Regions from separate parts of the Mus musculus genome. Here region 1 is linked to region 2. A link is a contact called in public HiCAR-type data. All regions are on one chromosome and are shown on one strand. The core of a region is the stretch at or near the end of the contact, and the rest is flanking DNA. Distances in the headings are between cores, read along the strand shown. Region 1 has its middle 42 kb from the start of 4922502H24Rik. Region 2 has its middle 95 kb from the start of Gm41042.

Region 1 (4,159 bases), core at 1,628-4,127, 350 kb before region 2:
CAGACTGCTATTTTATGGTTTCTGTCCCCTTTTCTGTTTCTTGAGAGATTCTGAAAAGAGAATCTATAAACAATGGCTAGCATGCCCTGGAAAAGGAATAGGAGAAGGTAGGGTGCTGGAGGCACACTTTCTCAGTTCAAATAAAGCTCTCTGTGGTAGCCCAGGACACCCGTAATCCGTGACATCCCTCGTTAGGACTGTGGTTGTCTCCTTTGAAGTAAAGGTCTCTTTCATGTGGGTATGAGTTGATCCTCCCTAATGGTTCTCTTCCCTATAGCATCATGCTTGTAGATCTTGTGGATATAATGGAGACTACTTTGCATTTCTGTGTCTGTTGAATAGCCTGGCCCCATCATTTTGATCCCACAATATATTTAGCTACTAGTGTATCAGCAAGTTGTACCTCTCTACTGCTCCCTCTGCTAGCAAGATTTTTTTCCATGACAGTCTTACTCCCAGCTTCTCTCTGTGTGTGTCCCATTTTGTTCCTTCCTATGGACTCTCTGTTCACACTTTTCTTCTAGATTACTTAACCATTCAAAGTGAATAAATGCAATACAGTCAACTGCAGTAGAAATAGCCAAGCAGCTTCTCCACACTGGGCACAGATCTACCATTATTCTTCCCACTCTCCTTCTCTCAATAGCTTCAACATCCTGCTCCATTGCTCCGCCCCCAACACCCGACTCTCTCCCACTCATCTGGGATTGGGAGACCATTCACAACAGGCTATAATTCTATCCAACAATTGCCTGAGCCCCTGAGTAGATAAGGTTTTCATGTTTCCATAGCTGTTGTGGAGATACTGTGGACAAAAAGATGATTTATGCTTCACACAAAAGCCTAGGAAAAAGTAAGAGTGGGACATAGAGCTTCAATGTCTACCTGTTGAGTAAGGTTTTGCTATTTTTGTTTGAAGACTATGGCTGTCCTGTAACTCACTGTGTAGAGCAGGTTGTCCTCAATCGTACAGAGCTCTGCTTGCCTCTGCTTCTCTACCTGTATTGAAAGATTTACAAGGGAGTTTTTCCTTAAGAATTTATAAAGTGAACATAATTGCTTTAAACGGCCATAAAAAGAGCATCTTTTGGACTCCAGGCACTGAGTTAGGGGTCTTAGCTATGCTCCTCAAATGAGTTATTGTAACTGCTCTTGAGAGTTTGGCTTTTATGCACTCATTTCATGGTAAAAAATACACAGGCTCAGAAGTTGTGTAATCTCCCAGATCGACTTGAGCTAAGGTGGGAAGTTGAACTGCCTTTCTTTTCCATCATGCTGACCTCTTAGAAGGTGCTATGATGAGTGAAGGCAGCAAAGACAGACAACCAGGAAAGGGAACTCACTCAAGGGCGTAGCACAAACTCTATCAGAGGCGTTGGCATGGCTTATATAGCCAGGACGCTTCCAAATATTAACAGCTAAGAGAAAAATCAATGGAGACAAATTTGAGAAGTGATGAGAGACACACTAATAGAATTTCAAGGTGGATCAGAGCACAACCTAAAAGCATCCCAGCCAAGGACTGTGGGCAGTACAGACTCCCATATTAACAGTGTTGGCAGAACCTGAGGTCACATGACTAAGACTATAGACAGTGGAAATGTGAGCAAGCACAAGCAGAAGATGCTATGAGTTCAGTCCTGCTAAGGAGGAACTAGGATGAGCAATGCCATTACATAGTATAAAGTTTACAAATACATAGAACAGCAAAGCTATGGCTGGGGATGGCAGGAGTAGTAACAGAAAGGGGAAAAGATGAGACTGAAGGATGAAGAAAGTGAAAGGAGGGTAGAGATGAAGGGGAGAGACGTCTAATGCCTCCACAGAACAGGCATGTAATTATTCTGATGTCTGTGGCAACGTGGATTTTATGCTAATAAGGGAAGCTACAAACACAAAATACCTTGGTAACATCCTAAGTAAACTAGAGGTGGGTTAGCAAGCTATCGGCCAGGGCTGCTTCTGAGAAAGGGACTGTGTAAAGTGAAAAGCTGGGCTCAACTTTACACTTCCAAGTTGCTGCAAACAGCCGGGAGGATTATTTGCTTTCTCAGCTTGCCTGCTTTTCTCTGGTTCATTAGCAGCATAGAGCCAGAGAGATGGTGTCACGGTGTCCAGGCAATAGAGGGTGAGCTGTGGGGGCACACCTGCTACTCCTTTTATCGTTGGCAGCAAATAATAATAAGCAGGATTTGTACCATGTCTGAAAATGCCCCCCCCCAAACAATCTCTGTCTACTGGGTAACGGTGGTGAGGAGCCCAGAGCCCAGGCCAGGATCCTCCCAGACCCAATTCCATGCAACTATATGAGGGACAATTGGGTAGTAATTGAGGTTAATTGTTACTGACAATAACACACCATATGATCTTTTTACATCTGTTTGGTGAGATGGTTCAAGCATGGAGAGATGTTCCCAAGGGCACCACAGGGATTTGCCCTGTTTATATGCTCCTTACATTGATGGGTTGTGCACAAGCTAATGGGGCTAATTGTTATTGCTCTGATGGAAGCCCCTGAAGTATATCCCCACCTCCTGCCTAAATGTCAAAGCCATTGTCTTCTTGTACGTTGGTTCATCCACACTTTGTGGTTCATGGGGGAAAAAAAAACGAAAAGGAACAAGTTCGTGCAAGTGGAGGAGGTGGAGGCTCGCAGCCTTGCCTGCCACTCTATGCTCAAGAAGCATTCTATTTTTCAAATCCTAGACCAAAATGACTTTAAGAAAAAGAATCCACCATGTTCAGGCTCTGCCGTCTAGCTTCAAAGCCTTTTACAAGCTGCAATTCATTAAATGCAGTAATCGTTTGAGGTCAGTGGACCGACCTCTGCAGAGAGAGAGGCCAAGCCCTCCCGCCCCACCCTCTTTCTCTTTGTGTTCCCAACCAGACAGAGGAGGAGAGAGGGTGGAACACTGATGCTCCTGTGGTGTAGCCATGGCCCTCAGCCCAGACTCGCTTCTCTGGCTTCTCCCTGCCAGGGCTCCACGCTCCACTTAGCTATTGGGAACAGGCTCTTCCTTCCTGGGGCCACAATTATCTGCTTTTCACAGACAGACAGGCTGCTGCACTTTTCTTTCCTTCAGATAAATGAAGAGTTTCCTAGCCACAGGGCCCAAACAGGCTTGACATACATCCTGTGGGACAGATGTCTCTCTGCTTGGACACTCCCAAGTCTGAGATCCAAGAGATGTGTCTGCTTCTTTGCCACCATTGTCAAGTGTCCCATAGCATGCAGATCCACTATCCCAACATATACCCTAACCATCTCAGTCAGGACAGCTACCCACCCACCCAACATTCCCATCCACCACTGCCAAATGAATTCTTCTCAAGAAAGAGAACTTTGGTTTGGCTAATTGCGATAGCAGGCTACTAAAATGAGAGATGTCTACTGAGGTCCTGTGGGTTATTCTACAGTTTGGAAGCCATGTATCTTTGGCTTTCTCTTGCTTCACATGGACCCTACCCAGACATTTACTTAAGAGAAAGGGAAAAAATGAGATACTCACAAGCCCCAACCATGGTATATTAAATTTCACAAGGCAATGCTGAATTAATTTTTATAGCTTTTGCTCTAGTTGCCTTTGCTCTCCTAAGTCTGCCTACTAGTCATTTCTAAAGAAAGGTTGCAGTGACATAATGTCCCTTCAAAGATCCATAATTCTTCTGTAAGAAGGCCAGTTGGGTCTACCTTCAAAACCACATCATTTTTAATGGTACTGAAAACTCTCAGGAGTTTTATCCACAGAGCAACCTCAAAGGCAAGAGTGTATATCAGAATCTTCCAAGACCAAAATCCATGTGGGTGGAGTCCACCTAAATACCTTCTCTCAAGTTCTACCCAAGACATCTGCCTCCCCAGTGTTCCCTTGCCTTCTCCAAGAATTGATGCTCTGCCTTACGTTTAAGACCCAGCCCACTGCCCAGCTTTCTGGAGTCTCAGCGCAGATGGATGCTTCCTTCCTCTTAAATTTTAAAATGCTCAAAGAGTTCAAAAGTTCATACTTGGAAGGGGCAACCTCTTCATTTACAGAGTAACAAATCAAGCCATGTGTTTAAGCAATACTTAGGTTGGAGAAGTCTCCTACAAGTGGCTTACCTTTCTTGCTTTCCCTAGTCATAAATGATTGCCAGTATCACGGAGTCCTGTAAATCACCA
Region 2 (3,834 bases), core at 156-2,655:
TCCTTAAGATGCTTTTGGCTGGAATGTTTAATCACTACAGGAAAACCTATCTAAGGTAGCTCTCAGTACCATGGCATACATCACTCCAAGCAGCCATTTGGTAGGGTAGCAGGAGCATTTCAATGAAGGGTTCAGAAGCTCAGGCCAAAAGAAAAAAAAAAATCAAACACTACCACCAGAGCAATGAAAAGTTTTCCTTTCTCAATACAGAAAAGTGGGTGGCAGTGGGGAAAGTACAGGTAGCAGTGGGGACAATACAGGTGGCAGTAGGGACAGTACAGGTGGCAGTAGGGACAGTACAGGTGGCAGTAGGGACAGTACAGGTGGCAGTGGGACAGTACAGGTGGCAGTAGGGACAGTACAGGTGGCAGTGGGACAGTACAGGTGGCAGTAGGGACAGTACAGGTAGCAGTGGGGACAGTACAGGTGACAGTGAGAACAGTACAGGTGGCAGTAGGGACAGTACAGGTGGCAGTAGGGACAGTACAGGTGGCAGTGGGACAGTACAGGTGGCAGAAGGGACAGTACAGGTGGCAGTGGGACAGTACAGGTGGCAGTAGGGACAGTACAGATGGCAGTGGGGTCAGTACAGGTGGCAGTGGGGTCAGTACAGGTGGCAGTGGGGTCAGTACAGGTGGCAGTGGGGTCAGTACAGGTGGCAGTGAAGGTTCGTTTTGGTCTCGGTTCATACTTTACCTCTTACTTGGTAAGACCTTACAAATCGTGCACCACTGAACTGAACTCACGTTCCTTGGATCTAACTTCTCTGAGACAATCATTCTTAAGGCTGGCGAAGCACTGGGCCTGTGATCTCCAACCACCGCCTTTCACCTGCGGGAGCCATCAGACTTAGAGGCATAATTCATCTGTGATGGAATTGGCCATTGTCTCTGCCGGATACACGAAAGTCTGGCTCAGCGAGGTGTCAATCTGAGTCATTAAGTAATAAATAAGCCCCAGATGCCAGGGCGTATAACTGGAATCATAAGAACACCGCTTAATCCTAGAGGAGGTTTCTTTAAAAAAAAAAAAATGTACCTCCCTGTTCTTTAGCAAAGTAAAAATACACATGCTCACATTTATGAATGTGCATAAAGAGGTAAACGCTTTGAGAAACACCTTTGTTTTCAGTAACAGTACGGTCACCAGGTTAGAGGGCACGAGAGTGCTCCCCATAAATCGCCAGCAGGAACACCCTGTACTAGAACAGCGAGGAAGAAAGGGCTTGTCCAGGCTGTAGAAATCAATCCAAGCTCTGGCACAGACTACAAAAGGTGGTTACCCAAAGGCTGACCGAACTGTTCTTCCAGGGAAAACAAAATGTTTCCATGAGCGTCTGAAGGGAAATCCCTGGAGGGGCAGACAGAGTATCAGCTCGGTAATTGGCTAGCTAATCCGAAGCTCTGCATCCAAGCCAAAAGCTCAGAGCCAAATGAGGAGGAGCAGCTTCCAGGCACAGCCCGGGCTGCCGGGGTGGCCCGACGCTTTGAAGCATCTCTTCACATTTTTAGCCGATGAAAGGTTTATAAAGAAAATGTACAACGCTAAGTAAATCCAGTTCTTCAACCACACGTGTGCACCGGGTGATGTGGCTCAAGCCTTTAATTTGCTTCGTGCAGCAGCTGGTGCCCTGATGGGCCCATGGCCTTTGGTCCGGAGGCTAGTCTGATGCTTTCTTGCCTATTCCTCTAAGGATCTATGTCCTCTAAGGATCTGTATCATCCACTCTGAGTCTATTAGGACTTTACAGTCTCTTCCTGGAGCCTAGACATGGTTTAATTCTTTTACAACAATGAGAGGATCTGAAGACACTAAAGAGACTATCTTTGCAAGGACTTTCCTATGATTCTAATTTCTAATCAAAGGCAATGCTAGAAATAACCCAGGTACTACCCACATTGCCACCCAGCCTGGCACCAGTAGAGACATCAATAAGGCTTTTTCCCTACAGCCTTGGAGAGGGCCCTCAAAAAAGACCAAAAAGGAAGGTCTAGCAATCAGAAGGAAGCTCATTACCTTCTGTGGCAAAATTACAACTTCAAATTGATGAAAAAAAAATTATAGTTGGCAATCTTAATCTACAGGCTTTCCATCCACAGATTCAATCAAACTTGGGTCAAAATTATTCAGAAAATAAAATAAGCATGAGATCATGTGGGGCCTGAGGCAGGAGGATCATGACTTCAAGGCTAGTCTGAGCTATATAGTGAGGCCCTGTTTTAGGACAAGCAAAGCTGATTAAAGAATGCATCTACACTGAGCTTGTATTTGTAAATCCCTAAATAATACAGCAAAACAGCTTACAATGTATACTATGTGTTGTCAATAATTGGTAGGTGATATGAAGAGGTCATTCAGGCTACCCAAAGGGACCTTGACCCACAGGCTGAGAAGCACTGCTCAAGATAAAGGAAGAGATTAGCAAATCTCAGAGCTTGAGGTTGGCTAAAGTTTCTTAAATAAGGGAAAGCTTTGAAATTATAATGAAGTGTTAATTTAGATAGACCAAAGTTTTACCTGCCCCTCCCCCCTCCTCTTGTAGCCCAGGTTGGCTTGCCAAGGATGTAGCCAAGGATGACCTTGAACTCTCCACCCTCCTGCTTTAGACTCCAAGGAGTACCAAGATAATAAACTCTTACCATCACAAAAAATAATAATAATAATAATAATTGGTAGGTGATTTGAAACTTATGGGGGGGCACATATGTTAACATACAAATACCAAACCGTTTTCTGTAAGCAATTTGAGCATCTGCAGATACTTATATTCGTGGCAGGTAAGGAAGGATTCCTGCAGCCATCCCCTACAGAGAGTGAGAGACAACTGAGTAGCATCCCTTCACTTCATCTCTGTAGCATCTCTGTAATGGCACTAGCTCATGTTTGCCTCCCACAATCTTGGCTTATACAAACTGTCCGTGGATCAATTAGTCACAGTGTACTATTGCACTCTCAAAAAGTCCCAATTTGGGAATTACATTATAATGTCAACTGATGTATTAAGGACACTGAGGACAAGTATGCACCAACAAAGGTGGATAAGCAAGAGTCTAAGTGTCTTAGTTAGGGTTTCCATTGCTGTGAAGAAACACCATGACCAAGGCAACTATCTTTGAAATTTATTTATTTGCTATCTTTTTATTTATTCACTTTACATCCTACTCACTGACCCATTCCCTGTCACTCCTCCCATATTACTTGCCCCATTCCCATCTCTGATGAGAAGGTAACACCCACCCCAAGGTAATATCAAGATATTACCCCACCTAAGCACATAAAGTCTCAGCGAGAATAGGCATATCCTCTCCCACTGAGGCCAGACAAGGCAGTCCAACTAGAAGAACATATCCCATGTACAGGAAACAGCTTTTGGGATTGTCCCTGCTCCAATTGTTTGGGACTCACATGAAGACCAAGCTGCACATCTGCTACATATGTGCATGGAGACCTAGGTCCAGCCCATGTATGTTCTTTGGTTGGTGGTTCAGTCTCTGAGAGCTCCAAGGGTCCAGGTTAGTTGATTCTGTTGGTCTTCCTGTGGAATTCCCATCCCCTAGAGGCTAAAATGCTTCCTCCTATTCTTCTATAAGAGTCCACAAACTCCATCTACTATTTGGCTGTGTGTGTCTGCATCTGTCTGAGTTACCTGGCTCCATCCTCTGTGTGGAGCCTCTCAGAGGACAGCCATGCTAGACTCCTGTCTGCAAGCATAACAGAGTATCATTAATAGTGTCAGGAACTGATGCTTGCCAGGGGATGGGTGGGTCTCGAGTTGGCTGGTTATTGGTTGGCCTTTCCCTCAGTCTCTTCTCCATCTTCTGCCCCTGCATTTCT

Evidence for each region. HiCAR-type assays count read pairs that join an accessible place to other places.
Region 1: a contact with region 2 is called in a HiCAR-type map of fibro-adipogenic progenitors, with 4 times the contacts expected there. The contact joins two enhancer-like sites. A contact is called at or near these places in 1 of 484 Hi-C or Micro-C datasets (uterus), 1 of 115 datasets of contacts at active chromatin or transcription factors (fibro-adipogenic progenitors) and 1 of 9 other capture datasets (embryonic stem cells).

What each region holds. Positions count from the first base shown.
Region 1 is chr13:101,437,974-101,442,132 of GRCm38.p6, reverse strand. No RefSeq gene overlaps it. Among named protein-coding and RNA genes, the nearest start is that of 4922502H24Rik, 42 kb to the right of the region's middle. Within about 2 kb of position 2,877, at least 26 of the 459 cell types and tissues checked have an H3K27ac peak or open chromatin away from gene starts, as enhancers often do. A contact at or near this core is called in fibro-adipogenic progenitors, where this site is marked.
Region 2 is chr13:101,090,037-101,093,870 of GRCm38.p6, reverse strand. No RefSeq gene overlaps it. Among named protein-coding and RNA genes, the nearest start is that of Gm41042, 95 kb to the right of the region's middle. Within about 2 kb of position 1,405, at least 59 of the 459 cell types and tissues checked have an H3K27ac peak or open chromatin away from gene starts, as enhancers often do. A contact at or near this core is called in fibro-adipogenic progenitors, where this site is marked.